Regions from separate parts of the Mus musculus genome. Here regions 1 and 3 are each linked to region 2. A link is a contact called in public HiChIP or PLAC-seq data. All regions are on one chromosome and are shown on one strand. Each heading gives the region's core, a stretch centred on a gene start, on an enhancer-like site or on the middle of the called end of the contact. The rest is flanking DNA. Distances are from core to core; before and after follow the strand shown.

Region 1 (3,981 bases), core at 1,262-3,761, 600 kb after region 2:
CCAGGTTCCACTCCCAGACCTAGATGGCAGCTCTGAACTCTCAGTAACTCCAATTCAAAGGGCCTCTTTAGGCCTTTGAAAAAAACAGGCATGCAAGTGCTGCACAAACATACATGCAGGCAAAACATGTATATGCACAAATATTTTTTAAAAAGAGAAATGAAAATGGAAAACCCTACCAGTGTGTGAGAAGAGGACAAAGTTAAACTGCAACAGCACTTATGAACAAAGCCTCTTGAAAACTCTTTTGCCATATTTTCCTTTTAAAAATAGAATACCCTAGGCGGGGCATGGTGGTACATGCGTTTGATCACATACTCCAGAGACAGAGGCAGGCAGATCTCTGTTGAGTTTAAGGCCAGCCTGGTCTACAGAGCAAACTCCAGGACAGCCAAGGTTACATAGAAAAACCCTGTCTCAAATACATACATATATACATACATACATACATACATACATACACCAAAACAAAACATAACATACAACAAGAGCAAGCAAACAAATAACAAAATAAAATATCCATCAACCCTGAACTGAGTTTTTAATATATCAGTTATGAGATTTGCCTGTAATATGCACACTCAGTTTAAAACTTGCTTTCATGGTTCCAGTGTTTTTAGGACTCCTTTGAGGAAACTAGCAGGTGAACCCACACCACCACGCACAACAACATTTGCACCATGGTGGGGTGAGACCTGAGTCTCGGCATACTGAAGGTTCTGCCAGCTGCCAGGTGGCTCTGGCAAGTCTTGCCAGTCCCTCTGGGGCCTTCTCACATTCTAATCTGAAGGAGCGCATAAGAGCAGGCTCCTTTCTAAGACGGTGCACATAGTGCAAGCTTGCCTACTACACCTGATGCTCCTCCTGCCTCAGCCTGCAGAGTTCTGATATTACAAGCGTGCACTAGCACATCTAGCTTCTAACACTCTGGATTCCATGCTTGCCCCTCTCTGTCAGAGGCTGTTTCTTAGGCAACAAGCAAACAGCAAATAGTCAACTTCCAGCCAGGAGCAGTAGAGCAACCATTACTCTAGCCTTACAACTAAGTCTCGAAATGGAAGAACCGTTGATGAACTGTCCCTCCTGTTTCTGCTTTGCCAGTATGATAGCAAGCACAGCTTAAACAAGTACAGAGCACATAGTGTCCATCACAGATAACGGCTCTCTAAGTGAATTACTTTCTTGTTAGACTCTGTATGATGTACCAGGCTCCATAATTTCAGAGGGGAAGAAGAACTGAAAAGAAGTCCGAGTAGATATGCTAAATAATTCAAGAGTATAGAGGGTAAGACCTAGGAGGGATACAGGCTATTCACCTGGGAACAGGTCAAAGGGAAACACAATGCTGCTATAGCCTGGCACCAGACAGACAGCCCTGAAGCCGTTACCTGAAGAACCACTGCCTCAGTTCCTCTTCTGTAAACAGACAACCGACTTTTGTCTTCTCCACCGCCCTTGATGTCTGGATTAGAATGGCAATACCTTGACGTCCGAAGCAGAAAGTGAGTTTAACCTGTTGCAATGACATGGAGTTTGAACACACTGTAATACAGCCTTCTGAGAAACAGAAGTGGGATGTAATGTTGCCATTACTGGTGATCTCCATGCTAAAAAGTCAAGGACTAGTGACTGGAAACGGGAAGACCCCAGAATCAAGGACGCTCTAGTCTAAATAGTACTAATGACAGGCAATCAAGCTGGCCAGCAATATTCTCAAGCACGAGAGCCTTACAGTAGCCAAGGTTAAAGAAAAAGAAGCTTCACCAGAAGGCCACTCTTCCATGGAGACTCGAATGGGTGGGCCACAGTCCCTCTGAACCACATTTTGAACAATGGGGGGGCTCTGCACCTCTTGGGAGCCCCCTGTTCCAAACATACTAGAAAGGAGGCTAGGAAAAAAAGTTTTCTTGCCAAATCACATATTTCAACATTGAGTCAAATTTTCCTTGTGGCTGAGCAAAAGCCAGCCCTAGTAACTTATGAAGCCTGGACGCTGGGGTGAGGCTTGCATAAAGTCCACTTTCCACTCCAGTCTCCCACTTCTTCAGGGCGACCCCATCTCTCCCCTGCCCTGCCCTGCCCTGCCCCGCACCCAAGGTGCCCTCCTGCCGAGTTTCACAACAGCTCCTCCTGGAGAAGCCACCCTCCCTCTAGCAGCTGAAGGCCAGGAATCCTGTAGCTGTGCGTTAAGTTCCCACTTCCCCGCGTGGGGGAGACTGCGCGCTGCGCGGCCCCGGGCGGGCCCGCCACTCTCACCGCCCTGGCTTTGGAGCACACTCGGGACTCAGACCCGACTCCCCTGGCTGCGCGGCCTCTCTCCTCCGGGGTCCTTGTCCTCCTGGGACAAGCCCCAGGACTGAGGACGCTGGCGTCCCCCGGCCCAGCTCACCGGATCCTCTCAACTCACCCCGCCTGGAACCAGGCTCGCCCCGGACCGGCAACACCCAGCGCTGGAGCGGCCTCGTCCGGTCTGGTTGGCCTTCCTGCTAGCCGGCAATGTGGTCCTTCCCCGGGAGGGCGGGGCGGCGCTCCCCAGCCCCTAGGCCCCTCTGTTGGTCCCCGCCCTGCCACGGGCGAGTCCGCGCTGGCCCCTCCTTCCAGGGCCTTCCTCTACTGCTGACTTCCTGATCACCGGTCAAGATCTAAACAACGGGTCTTCCCAAGTCCCCCAACTTCGAAAGGCAGTGGTAGCAGAGATGTTTGTTTGAGGCCCTTTCCCTCTCAGTTGCAGCTCCTGTGTAGATGCCAACCCCACTCACACCCTGAGCCTTGTCCAGTAAAGACTTTTCCCAAGAGTGTCCCTTGTCCAGCCCAGTGAATCTAGAGATTCACCGACTTTGAGGGGTGCAGCACTTGGTGGTGTTAGAAGCGTTTCCTCAGCAAGAAGAGCGTTCACCAACCTCAATTCTAAGAACCTGGGAACCATTCCTCTATGCGAGGGAAGTTGCAGACTATTAGTTGAAAAAAAAAAACAGCAAGAGAGGGGTGAGGGTGTGCAAGCAACAAGTATTCGGTTTCAAAAGGGAAGATAGGGAGGAAACACCTGCTGCCCAAGGTGGGTAAGAGCCAGCCTGCCGCCGTTTCAGTTCTGTCTTGTGTGTGTGTGTGTGTGTGTGTGTGTGTGTGTGTGTGTGCCCCTTTATGGGCGGGGAAACCAAAGTCAGGCCTGTACACTGAACCTAAGTCCTGAGGAAGGAAAGAATCAATCACAGGCTTTTGGAGTAACCCTAAAAATGAATGGGAGGGGGAAGGAAACCCCTGGATCTGTATTCCTTGGTATTTTTTTAAAGCAAAAGAAACATGGGAGGGGCAGGGAGACTCATCAGGACCCAACTGAACAGAGTACTTGGTAAGTACCTCAATCAGAGCCTCAAGCAGCCTGAGTGGGGGAGGAAAGATGACAACCAGGAGTTTCAGGGTCTGATTTAGATGTCAGCAGTGGCCCCGGAGCACAAACTATTTCTGAGATCTGAGCCGTGCATTATTAGCAACTCACAGTAAGCCACATCTCACTGACAGGACCATTTTGGAATCAGAGATGTCTGGGAATCCCTACTGTCCACTCACCATGGTACCACAGCCCCCACTGGCTCCCACATCCTGCTGTGCCTGGCCCTCTGCATAAGCCTTGGCTCCAACCACCCTTGGATCTTTCACCCATGAGGGGAGCAGAGGCACTGCCAGTTGATTACTAGATATACTCAACCTCAGACAGACCCTCCTACCTACAGACTTCATCACTACTGTTCCAGAGTCCCCAAGGTAACCGGGACTTTTAGGTCTGTGCTTACTGAGTGTTACTCACTAACTTGTTCGTACCAGACACCAGGAATTATGCAGAAAGTGGGAGTACCTTAAGGGCCCTTGTGGGCAGGTGAGGAAGTAAAACAAAGTTGTCAGGAGACACTAGGAAGCTGCCCTTCCGTCCAAGCCTGTTTTCTTGGCCTCTCTGTACACTCTCCCGCATCTCTGCAGAGCTCA
Region 2 (4,228 bases), core at 1,601-4,100:
TGCTATGAAAGAATTACTGCTTTTAAAAGTTTAAGAGAGGCCCTGTCTTTTAGGGACATAGACTAAAAAGTTCATGGACAGAACAATGGGATGTCAAGGATCTAAGGTCAGGGATGGAACAAGACTGTCAGAGTTGAAACCTGTAGACACTGATACTAGGCTGTTTATTTTTTTTTAACAAATTTGAAAGTCCCCATCATAAACAACTAACAGACTGCTATTGAAATCAATTCACACAGAGGTCAAGTATAAACCATTAATAATTATTTTTTAATAAAATTGCCACCTTCTTAGCCAGGTGTGAAAGATAACTTTGTATGTAGACAAATATAGCAGCCTACTGACAAGTTTATAGTTTTCTTTTAAGATCAGATTTTTGTTTTATCTTATAAGCTTTTAAAAATTAGTAACTCATTAATAATTACTTTGTTTGGCATTTTGATTTGTACAGAAGGTTAAGACTTATTTTTCCATTTGAAACTGACAAATCCAAGTATACCTTTGACCATTCATAAAGGACACAGCAAAGTATCCGTTAACAAGTAATTATAAAGTCCCGAGACCCTGCAAATTAAAACCTCAGGAAAACCAAAGCTCTCCAGAGATTATGCCCCAAAAACGACAATTATTTTTAACTATGCAGGACTCTTCTGAAAGGGAGGAGAGAAACATTTATAGATTGGCTATTGTTCTTCCAGAACAAATCGAAAACCAAACACAAATAGAGCTGAGAACCTTAGATTGAGGGCAATCTGGGTTCGAGTTCTCACTGGCTGCCTGCGCTGAAGCAAACTGCTGAAGCACTGAGCCTCCGTTTCTTCCTCTGTGGAACCCAGTGTGCCAGCCACACTCAAATGAGTGCCTGGCTGGTATCTGGGGAACAGGGCCTAGCTCCTCTGGCCTCAGGCTACAGTTCCTGCTCCTCCATGCTTCTCCCTCCCACACTGCCTGCTCAGGAGGTTAGCAGTGCTGCATGAGGTCCGCATTTTGGCTTGGCACCAAATAGCTAGTTTTAATTAGCTATTGCCAACACTGACATATCAGAGTCCAGATACAAACTTGGAATCCTGGCTTTTACAAAAATTGCTGAACCAAGTTCTGGAGCTCTGGGGTCTCCAGCACCCCATAAAGCCCCACACTTGCCCTGGAGGGCTGATTCTTGGCTCCAGACTGAGCAGAGTTCCTTGTTGATCTTGCCCTTTCACTTTCTGTCTGTCCCTGCTCAAGGCCCTCCAGCACCCCCACCCCACACCCTCCATTTCTAGGGCACAGACCCTTCACTATAGCTGGTGTCATATCCTGTCCTAGAACTGTGTGCATGCCAGTCTGCTCTATGGGGCTCCTGGACTCTCTGGGGGACGGTACCCTGTTGCTATCTCCTTTGTGTCCCCAGAGCCCAGCAGAAAGCATGACCTAGATAATACAGAATCCAGTAGATAACTCCTGAATGTGTGGAAGGAAGCCAGAGCAAAACTCTTACCAAAACGTATTTTTTTTATCACAAATTGTTCTGACAGCTACTAGAAAGAGATTAAAAACATGAAAATATTTCACAAAGTGAGAATCAGCGTCTGTTTGCTTACAAGTTTCACAAGTTAAAGTCACCAACAAAATGGACAAAGCAGAGATAATAATAGGCAGGGATGGTCTTACTGTTCATTCACTGATCTGACTTTACAGATGAAACAACTACCTGTACTCACCATGCTATACAAAAAGGACGGGGCAATAAATCAGATAGCATCAATCCAGAGTAGGTACTGGATGGAAAATTAAAGAAACTGATGAGCGAGAATGACTAAGCGAGGGAAAAGGGTGGTCAAGCTAGGTAGGCCTCGCCTATAACAAGACACTGAACCACAGGAGGAAGCGATGTGAGAGAAGACAGCTGGGTAAAAATCTTATAGACAACTCTGAACATAGAGAAATCGAAGTGCAAAGGTCCTGAGGTAAATAAATGATTTTGGCATGCCCAAGGCAGGTGAGCTTAGGATAGGAGAGCAGAGATCTGCTTCTGTTAAGAGGGGAAGGAGTGGCGGAGGAGGTGGGCAGGGCCCACTCTGGCTTTGCTGGGCACTGAAGATGAATGACAAGGCTCGGGAGGGGGGGCAGAAGTGGGGGAGGACTCTAAGCGGATGAGGGGGAGTTCCTACGACACTCACATCAGCAAGGGAGCATTTATTTACCCACTCAGATGCTCTCAAATGTGCGCCTTAGGCTTCTCTGCCCTAACGCTTTGAGACAGTTACACTGCCCGTTAACAACCCCGACCAAACCCTAGACATTCTACCATTACTCCCGAGGGGAAAGCAGAGGGCCAGTGAGGGTCGCAGTCACCGCCAAGGTCGCGGGGACCAGAGCTCAGGCTCCAGGGCATGCAGCGGGGTGCAGCGACGTGCCTCACAGCTGGAGGAAAGGCGCCCACAGATCCCTGCGGGCAGGTCTGCTGGGGCCCGGCCAGACAGCCGGCCTGCAGCCCTGGGGCTGCACACACCAGGCGGGAGAGAACGACCGCGGAACCGTGGATAGCCGGGCAGTACCGAGCAGTCCACCCCCTGAGCCCCGCACCCCAGGCCCTGCGTGGCCCGAGCAGCCCCGCCAGGCCTAGCCGCCCGCCCGGCTCACCTCGGCTCCGCGCCGCCGCGCCGGAGGCAGAGGGAGGGCACGCTGGCGGCGATGCGTTCTGGCGGCACCCAGCTCCACGACCTGGACCCGGTCGCCCCGCCCCGCTCTGCTCCGCCCCGTCGCCGTCGCAGTGGGTGTGAGGGGCGCGGGGCGCTGCGACCCTTCCGGTCCGGTTCCCTTCTGCTCCGCTGCTGCCACCGCCGCCGCCGCCGCCGCGGCGCTCAGTCTGACGGATTCTTAGGCCAGCCAATCAGAACTAGGATATCCAGACAGGCGGGACCAATTGAGACTGGGGGTGGGCAAGGCTGGGCAGTACGGGCGTGGCTGGAGGCTGGGTGTGGGCGGGGCCAGTGGCGCGCTCTGGATGCCCTAGTGCAGAGTGGCGCCCCCTAGGCGGCTCGCCGTCTGACCGTCTGCTTGCTGGAAGAGCGTCCGCCAGTGTGCACAGAGTTAGGGATCCAGGTCAAGCTAGGACCGTCTCCTGAGCCCGCCCTCCAGGGCCAGGAGACCCGCATGCGCCGGAGAGGGTGGGCCAAGGGGAGCCAGAGCCGGGGAGGGGCGAGGCGTGACTTTGCGACTACAGTGTAGGAGCCATTGTCAGGCCTCGGTTGTAGCAGGTGCAAATGGAGAGGCGACTTGGAAAAGGACTAAAGACAGCCGGGTTAGACAAGAGTTCTGGGCATGATCAAGGACTTGAAGCCTGGGAACCTGGAGTACAACGGCCCCGGAGGAAGAACCAGGACAAGCCGCGGGGCCTTGGGGTTTGTTTTTCACTAAGGCAGATGCCACACTGAATGGGATCATAACAGGGGTGCGGCCAGATGTCCAGAAGGTGGGGGTTGGGGAGACGGTGACCATGACCCTGATGAGTCAGTGACGGGTATAGCCTAAAGAGGCCTCTTATAAGAGACAAGTTTCTGCTTTGGTGTAGAGGGGTGAGGAGGGTGTCCGTCCAGTGCTGAAGGGCTTCTAGACAGTGGGTCTTTAACACTGCTGCTTTTGTTGACGCTTCTGCAGACCTCTGGCTCTCAAGTAGGTTCCAGAAGGTCTGAGGTGAATCAGATGTTTGGAAAACTCAGAATTTGGGATTCTGACTACTCTGTGTTTTGATAGAGAGGCTGCAAGTGAGACAGGGACGTTGAACACACTGAGGGAAGCTACGAACAGGTTAGGCTGAGGACTGGTCAATAAGGGATTGGAAAAATGGAGACAGTAGTTGACAAGTGGTGTCTATGGTGGTAGAGCTGTAGTCACAAGATGCCAAGGAGGAGCCAGGGAGAAGGACTCTGCGTATAGGAAGATCAAGAGACTAGGAGGCCCCATGAATCTCCGCAGAATTTGAAGAGAGCTGTGACTCTGGTTTCAAGCACTGAACTAGGGTGGTGGAGGCTCAGAGGAGCAGTAGGGTCGAGAAGGGGATCCAGACAATCACAGTGTCTCTGTCCTATTCTGCTTTTATATTGGTGTGACAAGGCACAATGACCAGAAAGCACTTCGGGGAGGAGAGGGTTTATTTTGGATTAGAACTCTGAGGTCACACTCCATCGTTAAAGGAAGTAGGAAACTCAAGGCAGGAACCAAAGCAGAGGAAGTGGGGGAACGC
Region 3 (4,133 bases), core at 189-2,688, 640 kb after region 2:
AAAGATTATCAACTGCAGTCTAGAGATTTATCTAAAGCATCCTTTAAAATGGCCAATCTGCTACATGTTTGTAAAACAAACAACCCACCCGTTTCCGTATGAGTTCTGTAAAACAGATTCAGTAAAAGAAACAGAGAAGCAGGACTTATTATGCTACCACCTGTCTGAATAAAAGAGGAACGACTTATATATTTGCTAGTATTTAAATGAAGAAGTCCTTAAAGTCTACTCAACATCTTAACAAAAGTGTTTACCTTTTAAGGTAGGGCCCAGAACAACCTTTGAGAACAGTAAAAGAAAATCTTGTTTTCATATTTTGCATTAAATTTTTGTTTTTTAAAAATCTTTGTATTTTAATGCCTTGGACACGTGAGCATTACGTATTCAAACACACACACACACACACACACACACACACACCCCAGACAAAAGCGCACACACACACACACACACACACACACACCCCAGACAGACAAAAGCTTCAGGCGTACACAAACGGTCTTGGCCATCTAGACTAACCATCTTAAGATAACACACTAGCCGCGGCTCTCTCCACCTGACCTTTCTTTCTTTCACACCGCTGCCCCAGGACTTCCCCAAGCGATCACTTGGGTTCAAGTGCCTTCGCTGGCTTTTCCCTAGGCCAACACTTTCTCAGTTTGCGGTGGGGTGGGGGTGGGGTAGGGCAGATGGCGGCCTCCGGTTGCACCCACTGCTCTACAGATGAGTTTCTCCTAGGAGAGGGCCAGGAAGTGGAGAACGGTCTGCTTCCAGAGCCGCAAGTGTCTCTCAACACCTCTCCCCCACCAAAATGACGGGAAGAGGTGACCGAATCAGGTCATCTCCAAGTCTCAGAAACAAACTTAACCGCAATCAGGGCAAATTTTTAGGCGCTAATAATCGGGATTCTCCTCTTTCTAAGCCCGAAACGGCCATGACAGTCAAGGAACACCGGGGCGGACTCTGGCCCTTCCTCGGCCCAGGGCCTGCTCCGATGGCAGCCTGCCCGCGCGCCGGGCCCGAACCAGGGCTCTTCCTTCCCCTTCACTCCTAGAGGACGCTCCCCAGGGCGTGTGGAAAGTCACGCTCTCCCTCCCCCACTAGGACCCGCCCGGGACCGGAGGGCAGAGAAGGGAAGGGCGTGGCGGGCCGGGGAGAGGCGGGAGCGTCGGCAGCCCGGGACTCACGTACTGGCTGTGGCGGCACCGCGGGAGCCCGGCCGCCGGCGGGACAAAAGCGCGGACTGCCTGGCCGGAAAGACCCGAGCCGCAGGGGCACTTCCGAGGCCGCTCTGGGAAGCTGGAGGACTGACTCGATGGTCGGGCTCTGATCGCGCACGTGACCCGCAGTTTGTGGGTGCTCTGCTGGCCTCCTAATCCCGGCTGGTCTGCCCGGAGAGGAAGGGGGTTCTAGTTGTCTTGGACTTTTATTGCAATTCCGGGGTGCATTGGGGGCGGGTATAATCAAGTGGTGTGGTAAAATAGATACTTCACTTCCTGCTTGTGAAGCTGAGCTCATAGTTAACAAGCGAGGCTGGGGAGAGTCTTAGGAGGGAGGGCTGGGCTCCTGGGAGAAAGCGGAATATGGGGGTCCCATACCCCTTATTTCTAAAAGACCCTCCTCTCCCAAAGCCAAGACCCTCAACAAAGCTCAAATTTCCAGGAAGCCTGCTATTCGGAGACTGCAGAAGAAAAGTAACTGTCTCTCTCCCGGATACCAGCAGCTTCGTGTTTGTTTTCCAATGAGGACAAGCGACAGAGGTGAATATTTACTTACCAAAGCAGACCTGGCTCCATGTTGGGAACAGCATCTGTCCCAACCAGGCATACCCTGATCTCAACTTCCCAGCCCAGGGGCTGAGCTGCCCTTTCCCCCAGAGGTTCCTCCCTATATAATCTAGAAGTTTTGGTCACTCTTGCTTGCTCTTTTTCTCTTCCTTTATCTGAGTGCACCCCCCCCCCCCCCATGGGGACTTTCCTGGCCTCAGTCCTCGGAGCTAGTGAACTCGCCCACAGGAGAGCAGCTTCTCCGTAAACCTGCCTTTAATCTAATCTAACTTGAATTGGCTCCTTTCCGTGGTGGCAGAGAAATAACCTATCACAGCTACCTTCCCCGTTCTGCCTCTAACAAAATCCCCCTCACCCTCCCCCACCCGTAACTACAAAACTCCAGTTTAAAGCCTGTAATCTGCACCAGTCTACTCCTGTTTTTTATATCTTTGTAGGCAAGCCCTAACTCACCTTAATGACTTGGAAATGTAGAAGGAATGGCAATTTGAGTGTAGTAGTATCTCGACTGCATTTGGGCACTAAGGTCTATGCATCTCTAAGGTGGTCAGGGCAAGTGGAAAGTCTGCGGTAATGTCCAGCAGAGTAGGAAAACAGTGAAGCCCAAGATGGAGCAGGGTCCTAGGTCCTTGTCAGGCCAGCAAGCAGCAAGTTATGGAGAAGAACATGGACAAGTTAGGGGTTGTTGGGGGATTCTTCTACAACCCAAACAGTAGCTGAGACACAGCTACAAGTGCTTCAAATGTGACCAGTGCCACTGAAGACCAAGTGTCTAATTACATTTCATTGAAATAGCCACATGAGTGCTAGGATCCCACTTACTGGATAGCACAACTCTGGGAAGAGCTTTGGGCACTTCTTTGAGGCCTCTAGAAGAGTCCATAGTCTAAATTAAAGGCTATCACATTAGGCTGGCCTGCTCACATTCCAAGATTTTGGATTTTTGTTTGTTTGTTTTTCCTTTTAGATAATTAAGTATAAAAATAATTATATCTGGATTGGGACACTTTTATTTAGTAAAGGATAGCAAAGGATCATAAAGCCTAAATAAATCATCTTGATTAGGTAACGTTTATTGTGGACAATGTTTTTATTTTCCACCATGGTTTTTGTTATTCAGGCAATTTTTTTTTTGGCCTTGTATTCACACACACACACACACACACACACACACACACACAGAGAGAGAGAGAGAGAGAGAGAGAGAGACATAGACACAGACAGACACATAGACACAGACACACACACACACAAACACAGACATTCACGTGGACACACAAACACACAGAGACACACACAGAGTCCTTTTTTTAGCACTTGTCCTTTGGAACAGCTACCAAGACTGTCTACCTGTTGTATAGCTACTATGTACATTTGGTGGCTAATAAACACATGCAATATGGCTAGTATGAACTAAGATATATTATAAATGTAAAATTGGCACTGGATATCCAAGCTAAGAAAAAAAAAGAATAAAAACAGAATAGTTACCTAGTGATAACCACCATTTATATAAGATCCCACACACTTTTTTTTTTTTTGAACAAATTCTTACTCTGTAATTCTGGCTGGCCTCAAACTCACTATGTAGATCAAGCTGGCCTTGAATTTACAGAGATCTGCCTGTCTGTATGCTACCACACACAGACTTCCTTCCTTTTTCTACCACCAGTTGAATGGATTTTTTCTTTTTTAGAGTGTTGCAATCATGCTACCTATGCACTTTTTAGTGATTTAAAATATAGTGTTATTCATTATGATTTCTCATAATGCTGTTTTCTGTGTTGTTCTGTTGAATTAGAATCTCATTAGCCATTCTCCTCTTGTTCATGTATGAAGTGCTTCCTAATTAAGTGTATAAAAACTAAATTAGGTCTATAATAAACAATACTGTACAACAGTTTTTCTGTATGCATCTTGGACAAAGAGAGGACATTTTTACAAGTCCTAAAATAAGGACAGTAAGGACTGGGGCACTAGAGAGTGTGGCAGGGGAAACAGTGAAAGCAATGAGAGAGCCAGAAGATAACTACCTACCAGTTACTATCATTACTTCCTGTTGCAGCTGGATAAGAAAAAAAAAAACATAGAATATAAACACTGCAAAGCAAGCATATAATTATCCTACTTTCAGATAACAAGATTTTATTTTTATTGAGCTCAAGGGAATTAACTTGGAAAACCAGAATAAACAATGAGACAACACTGTAAAGTATGTGTTTTCAGAATTAACAGAGAAAGCAATAGTTTCCTTATGCATAAACTATAATTCTAATAAATGAAGCAAAAGTACATTTATAATAGGAACCAGCAGAAAATGAAATAGGAGCTAACAATACACCTGCA

Evidence for each region. HiChIP or PLAC-seq counts read pairs in DNA pulled down with a chosen protein or histone mark.
Region 1: a contact with region 2 is called in an H3K27ac HiChIP or PLAC-seq map of extraembryonic endoderm stem cells, with 5 times the contacts expected there. The contact joins the promoter of Mgat1 here to the promoter of Mapk9 in region 2. A contact is called at or near these places in 8 of 39 promoter capture datasets (the 3T3-L1 cell line, 3T3-L1-derived adipocytes, embryonic stem cells and 4 more), 5 of 484 Hi-C or Micro-C datasets (embryonic stem cells, myocytes and reprogramming fibroblasts), 4 of 115 datasets of contacts at active chromatin or transcription factors (astrocytes, embryonic stem cells, epiblast stem cells and 1 more) and 1 of 9 other capture datasets (adipose tissue).
Region 3: a contact with region 2 is called in an H3K27ac HiChIP or PLAC-seq map of cardiomyocytes, with 4 times the contacts expected there. The contact joins the promoter of Zfp62 here to the promoter of Mapk9 in region 2. A contact is called at or near these places in 12 of 39 promoter capture datasets (the 3T3-L1 cell line, 3T3-L1-derived adipocytes, the C10 cell line and 8 more), 3 of 484 Hi-C or Micro-C datasets (CD4 T cells, the N1E-115 cell line and embryonic stem cells) and 7 of 115 datasets of contacts at active chromatin or transcription factors (the 230-238 cell line, astrocytes, bone marrow-derived macrophages and 3 more).

Annotation. Positions count from the first base shown.
Region 1 is chr11:49,249,082-49,253,062 of GRCm38.p6, reverse strand. Mgat1 (mannoside acetylglucosaminyltransferase 1) reads right to left here and starts at 2,511. Exons shown (of 3, transcript NM_001110150.1): 1 at 2,408-2,511; 2 at 1,389-1,513.
Region 2 is chr11:49,845,373-49,849,600 of GRCm38.p6, reverse strand. Mapk9 (mitogen-activated protein kinase 9) reads right to left here and starts at 2,850. Exons shown (of 12, transcript NM_207692.2): 1 at 2,626-2,850. It overlaps Gm36507 (a long non-coding RNA gene), which reads left to right and starts at 3,304. Exons shown (of 4, transcript XR_003949545.1): 1 at 3,304-3,386.
Region 3 is chr11:49,200,597-49,204,729 of GRCm38.p6, reverse strand. Zfp62 (zinc finger protein 62) reads right to left here and starts at 1,438. Exons shown (of 4, transcript NM_009562.3): 1 at 1,192-1,438.